Regions from separate parts of the Dromaius novaehollandiae genome. Here region 1 is linked to region 2. A link is a contact called in public Hi-C data. All regions are on one chromosome and are shown on one strand. Each heading gives the region's core, a stretch centred on a gene start, on an enhancer-like site or on the middle of the called end of the contact. The rest is flanking DNA. Distances are from core to core; before and after follow the strand shown.

Region 1 (3,571 bases), core at 340-2,839, 120 kb before region 2:
ATCAGTAAGGGGCAGCAGAATGATCAATAAAAGATGATCTTTCTGCTTACGCTGCATACACCAAATTCTTTGTTAGTTTAATAAAAGCCCTGAGCTTCCAATATTATTATACCAAGAATAAACAACTCATTTTGTCAAAGCATAATTCAACATCTGTAATTCAAAACTATGGAAACTGACTGCCAGGAAAAATTGATAAAGAATAAAACCACATCCTTTCACCTATTCTTACGAAAGAAAAAAACCCTCTGAGTAAAGTTTCCACAGTTCTCTCAACAAAGATGAAGTTACATTAAGAATCTCTCCAGTAATAAAGCTTGTTTAAACAGTACACCTCAGTCCACAGCCCTGCTCTAATTTCACCATCCCACAGCTGTACTGATGCAACTATAAATCTGAGCTGCAAAACAATCTGCAAACAAGCTTCCAACATCTTTTACTGTTCCAGTAATCCAATTCACAAGTGCATAAGCATAACCAAGAGGTCAAGCAAAAGCATCTGGCAGAAGGCAGAGACCTTTAAAGCCAGCCATGCCACTGCAAGACAAATCTACACAATATCCATGGAAATCGCCTTAACAATTCTTTCTCTGTGGCTATCAGACAAAAAAACTGCAGCAGAAACTGCACAAGTAACGATGCTTGCTGTCCCTGCTTTTCAGAAAAACAAGAAGAAATACAAATAGTCACCCTGGGTTAGAGAGCAGCACTGAAATCCTAAAGCTAGTGAAATCGGCACATGATTTGCTATATGTCAGTTCACTAGTTAGCACCTGCACCCTCCAAGCACCTCCCCACAAAAACAAGCTGGAAAAAAAGCTGTGTCAACAGAAATAACTTTATTTCAAGCACTGTTTTTAATTGCTATATCTCTTCCCAAGGGGATGACAACCTATACCACAGCACACAGCTGAAATCATAAATCCTTCCTGGAAAAAACCTAGGGTATACACAACCACAGTAAGGTGCAGCTTTACATATCCAGACAAAAATGGCTTGCTCTTTGGTATGAGGAGCGAGTCAGCCTCCCTGTCTACCGAGCTGCTGACAAAGTTGGGGTGTGGCTTAATAATCACCGGAAAAGCTGAAACAAAAATTTTAGGTTTCAAGAATAGTTCCTAAACCAGCCTACCCAGGATCACAAGCTGTGTAAGAAGCCGAGAGCAACTACGCTACAAGCAACTTAGCTAAAGCTTTATAAAGGGCCAAAGTGCGCAAGCAAAAGGTCCCTCTGCAGGCCCAACTTGTCAAACTTAAGCCTCAGCTCCAGGAATTAGGAGGAGAGTTTGCATCATGGAGAAGTTTGTTCTGTTCTTCCACAGTATTTTCAAATGTTTCACTGCAATGTTTGGGATCACCTTTTCCTTAACTATTTACTCATGCCTTTTGAAAAAAAAAAAAAAAAAAAATCTTGCCTATGGTTAAAAAGCCTTGGTCACAACATGGACTAAACTGCTAGACTTTTAAACTTTTGCTTTAAGGAAAGAGGTTTGATTCTGTTTTTCAGCTGCTGAAGCGGTTTACAAGTGATCTGGACAAGACATAGAAAGCAAGCACGTCACACAGCTCGCTACAGGCTGTGTATGGGAATGATCAAAAACAGGCAACGCGCAACAGCGAGGGTACAATAGCTTACTCTTTCCCTCTGCTTTACATGTTCTGACAGGAAGTTTGGTGATATTTGCTGACTGGATGTAGAAACCATCAAGAAAATGCGTAAGCATTCACATAAAGAATACAAACACTACATACAGCTAATGTAAACTCATAATCATAGACAGAAACTTTTATCATCTTGTAAAAAAATGTTCAGAGCACTGTTTATTTGAAAACGGCACCTTTCTGCTGTGCCAGCAAAAAGGTTAGCTTTGACTAATGAAAAATCTTTCTTCCTGAAATGCTGAGACATTTCATTCTCATTAGAAATGCAAAGTAACAAATATAGTATTTTTAAGGACTCATAACCTGATCTAAAAAGAGCTCTTGTATCAGTAAGCCCATATGTTAGCAGTAGGACTTGGTTTGCAAACTTGGTCTGGTAACAAACCTTTTTTCTTCCAACTGCAACAGTTTTAGTAGTGCAAAACTGCTTATATCACCATACTTTATTCCTACAGAGAAATAACCATGAACCAACATTATAATACAATAACTGCATGCCTATTATAATACCATAGTAATATATGGTATTATGCTTAATAATGTAACAGTACATTTAAAACAGTACAACATATGTTTGTAGACAAGCCCTGGATACTGATGGTGTAAGCACATTACGGAGCTTGTGTAAGGCATTCCAAGGAAGATATTCATCTGGGTATGCCAGAGACCTTCTTGATAAATTATCTTTAAAATTCATGATGGGACAGGGCCCAAGGGCAAAGATAACAAATATCAATTCTTTCATTCAACTACCTGGCTAAATTTGCAGTATGACTAAAAATTGAAAGTGTCCAAGAGCAAATCATTTGCATTCAGCAAGACAGTGGTAACAAGGCAGAGTGCTTCGTCAACAAAGCTGGAATTTTGGCACATATTCGTTCAGTTGGTATTTATGCTCTGGCAGAATAAGTAGCCTTGTCTAAAACTTGTGTGAACAAACTAGTAAGTTGAGTAACTCTACTAGGAAACCCAATTCCAAGTCAGTGTAGAGGGCTAAACTGATCTCATGTTTCAGACAAAACCTCACTAGAGTAGGAATCAGTGTATTGGTACTACCAGTCAGTAACAACAGCTTTAAGTCCAATCGTGCCAGGCTCTCAGTCCATGCCTGCAAATGGTACGAGGTTATCCAGGTAAACAGAGGAAGTTTCTCTTGTCTGGACACATCTGAGTCCACATCAAAGGCAGTAAAGGAGCAGACAAAATTGACTGTGGGACAACTTAACATTAACCAAGTCTGTATGAAAATGACCGATGAGGCTTATAAGAAAAGAGCAAGCCGAATCAGGTAAACAAATACATAGTAGAGACTTACCTGAGACTCCAGTTCTTCCAATTTACGCCTCCTGGCATGAAGAGCTTTACTTGGAAAAGCCCAAAAATAATTGGAAGTTCCAATTCTATCAGTGTCCACCATGCCATCATCAACTAAACTTTGCAGAATCTCCTTCACTGACATGGATGCTAATAAAAGCAAAAATATTAAATTAGAACATACAACCTAAACTGTGGAGAACAATACCATAAGACAACACCTACAATCATCCGTATGAATATTTTACTGTTTTGTCAGCTAGCTGAAAGATTTCTAGAAGACACCATGCCTAATACTTCACTTCAAAGAATGAATCCCTTTGAAATCAGTAGTTTATACATGAAGGCTGCCATTCTATACAGTCTGGTACCAGATGCCTGTAAAACAACTCAGCACTATCATAAAATATACATACATATTACAGTACAATATCATAACATACTTCTGAGAGGGCACATGAGAAGTCGTCCTGCAACCTTAACATGTATTAGCTTTTAATTTCTTAATTAGGCATGTGATTACATTTTACTTTATAATGCTTACCAGAGCATTATACAGCAGCAGACGCACTAAAGCCATCTGTCTACAGACTCA
Region 2 (3,361 bases), core at 300-2,799:
TGCCTCAAACTAATCTTTTGACTGTAGGAGTTGCAAACTCCTTCCTGCTCCTAGGCTGAGACTGAAATCACTGAATAGAAAACAACCTCCTGGTTTCCTACTGCTCTTACATTTATCTCAGAAACTGGCTTCTGCCTTGACCTGCAGAGCTTTTTTGGCAATTTATCTCATTGTTCCCTTCAACCTGAAGCTTGAGAATTAAACCACTTTTTTCACCTTCTCCAAACAGTCCTGCTCCAATAGATGGCATCCATAAGGGAATCCTGGGTGGGAAAATGTGTTAATGTACAGCTTTCAACTAGGCATCTAATTTCCCAAAGCAAGAAGATTTGGACAAAGTCCTATGCTCAGTGTTTTCTATTAGCTATTTCTACGCTGAGCCTGAAGACTCTTCATTGACTCCATAGGGTGCCTAATTCTCATGTCCAGGCTTAACCTGTGAGGGCTAAGCACAATCCTTACAGGCACTGCAGTGTCTAACTGATATTCCTTAAGCAGATAGTTTGCATCTAAAAGCAGAATACTTGTATCAAAGGATTTCAAGTTATTATTCATAGTTCTACACAGATTTATAGTAGCATCTCGCGGTGTACAGAGGTATCCTCCATATTATTCAAGGATACAAACATTCCACCACAATCCTTGCACACACTGAGTAAAACCATGTTCCCACTTTCTCAGTTCAAGTGCAGTATCATAGGCATCTAAGTATTTCTGTGCTAGGCATAATCAGATACTAAATGACTTTACTTTGTTGAAAAATATTATTCCTTGTGTAACGTAAGTTTTCCAAATTCTGCTACAATCATCAGTATGCCCAAGCAAAAAAAAACAAAAACAAAAAAAACCCACAAGCAATTGCTATAAGAGGACCCATTACAGACAAAATAGGATTGAAATCCCATTGTTGACTCACCTAAGCAAATAAATACTTCTTTAGCATCAGCATTTTATTTGGTTTGTAATCCTATAAAACAGAATGGGATGGGTAGAGCCCACATTTCTCAAGTCAAAGCTTGTCTTTGTGTGTTTGAACAATTAGTGCATGGTGGCTTCACTCCTTTTAATTAAGGAAAGTCTATTACTGTTTTCCATATAAGCATCATTTTCTTGCTATGAACTGTTCACACATAACTATAGTATTTGAGATGAATATTATACTAGTTAATAGCTGCACCTAGTTAAACTTGCTGCTCTAATTACAGCATTTGTTGCTTTTAGACACTTTATTGAAAACATGAGAGATGGTGAGATGGACATTTTCACTCCATGCTCTCTCAACCCCTAAACCCTTCGTTAAGCCCTTTGCTAAGCATGTCTATCCTGGCACCAGCTGGCACCATAGTTGCACTAGGGCCAATTAAGCGTGGTTATCCAGACCATATTCAGAATCACTAACAGAGATGATCATGGTCATAACCACCCCCTGACAAACAACTCGTTGTTGTGATCTTGTCTACAGACTTGCACCCATCCTCTTTTGCCTTATCCCCTCCTATAAATACAAACAATGGGTGCATTGCAATTGCTCTGTGTTGCTAGGCTGCTTGGAATAGAAATTGTACTACCATCTTTTGACTGTAAGGAGAACTACACCTTTAGAGTGTCTCCCTTCTGTATTAAATCACTGCACTAAGTAACCTGTATTTCAGTGACTGAAACATAAATATCCATTTAAATATGGAGACACGGGATGACCAGTGTAGTCTATGAGCTAAGTCCTTTACAAACAGTTTAGTGTCAACATACTCATAAAAAGGCCTATAAAAAATACAATCACAGTATACCCAAGAAAACATCAACAGTCTTAAATGTGTCAGCTGTAGTACATCTACATCAACTTCATATGCCTTGGCAAATTGACCAGAAGCAGCTCCACCATTATAGCTCCATGTTTCCCCTAGCAATTCCAGTTTGTACAGCTACAGTGGTGCTCAGCTCTTGGGTGGATCAGTACAGATCAGAGTTGGTAACTGACTACAGACTCTTATATTTTCAATGACTAGTTTATATCTAGATCAATTCAGAAGCATTACCACTTCCTGAAATGTATAGTGATCTATGCAAAACCATTTCGATTTATGAGGAGAAGATGTCATACACAATCAGAGACAACTGTTCTTGCTGGAAGACTTAGCCTCAAGGATTCTTCCACTTTTTATGCCTAGAGAAAGTCCTTCTGAAACAAGCCAGAAACACTGGAGAAGCTCAAAATAGAGATCTTCAGAGGCTGGTTAACCTACTTTTTATAAACACCATGCTCAAACACAAGATTTTCATATTTTGAAACCATGCTAAAACAAGATACTGACATTTTTAGGCAATTGCAGATGAATCTCATGCAGACAAATTCCAAAGCATTGCAAGTAGGCAAATATATTTAAAACCCAAAGATAACATGTAAAAATGTACATTATCCATTTAATATTAAGAACTGCTTTGGAGGAGGAGCGTTTAACAGTATTTCCCTGCATGCCAACAAAGGTTCTGCTCAATATCGGACAACGGAAACACTGGTTTAGCACCCCATGATCTCACAAAAGCATTTTTGCCAATCCCTGAAAAGGAACCACTAGCATTTTGGGTATGCATTACAGCATGTGTGGTTTAGTAGTGCTTTACTACTACATAAATTCAGGGCAAAATGCTGGTTTCACTGAAGTCAATGGAAGATTTGCTACAGGCCTCAGTGGAGCTGGACTTTCATTCACAATATATTTAAGAACTGGGTCTATGGCTTGGAGAAGAGCAAAGGAGAAAGTTAAATAATGTTGGGGGGTTTTTCCCATTGTGTTTCCACTCCATCCTCTGAGTAAATGATGAATTACAGGGGAAGGAAATGGAAAAAGAACATAAAAAGAAAGGGCAGGCTTGAATCTGAATAGAATTCCAAAGAAAGCTTGGCCAGCTTTCAGATTCAGGTATCTCCCAAACACAGTCTTCTTCAGTAACAACTAAATCCAGAGCCCTGTTTTTTGTCTGAGAACTGGATCCCAGCCATGAAGCTACCAAATTGTCCCAACTGCTTGTTAGCTGAAACTGAGCTGGAATACAGCTAGACATAAAGGTGTGCTTTCACTTCTTTCGGCTTGCCTCTGCATCTGCTAACTTTGTCGTCTATATTTGGATTATGTAAATAAAGTATTCTGCCACTTTTATCTTATAGGGGATTTCAGGTTAACTGGCAATAAACAAAACATTCCACTCTGATGGGTGTGGATGATCATTAAGACAACTGTATCAGACTTGTTCTCAGGGAGCCAATACCCCATCACAATTAATTATTCACAAAAACAAAGAAGTGAGAAAGAACTCTTTTCTACCCTGTTCTGCCTGGCTGGGAAGGTGGCAGTACAGTGTC

The links. A called contact is a pair of places that touch in the nucleus more often than the background predicts.
Region 1: a Hi-C map of ovary shows a contact between it and region 2, with 2.2 times the contacts expected there. The contact joins two enhancer-like sites.

The regions. Positions count from the first base shown.
Region 1 is chr4:40,255,604-40,259,174 of bDroNov1.hap1, reverse strand. It overlaps MND1 (meiotic nuclear divisions 1), which reads right to left. Exons shown (of 8, transcript XM_026104979.2): 4 at 2,978-3,126. Among named protein-coding and RNA genes, the nearest start is that of MND1, 6.8 kb to the right of the region's middle. Within about 2 kb of position 1,589, at least 1 of the 2 cell types and tissues checked has open chromatin away from gene starts, as enhancers often do.
Region 2 is chr4:40,139,034-40,142,394 of bDroNov1.hap1, reverse strand. No RefSeq gene overlaps it. Among named protein-coding and RNA genes, the nearest start is that of TRIM2, 31 kb to the left of the region's middle. Within about 2 kb of position 1,549, at least 1 of the 2 cell types and tissues checked has open chromatin away from gene starts, as enhancers often do.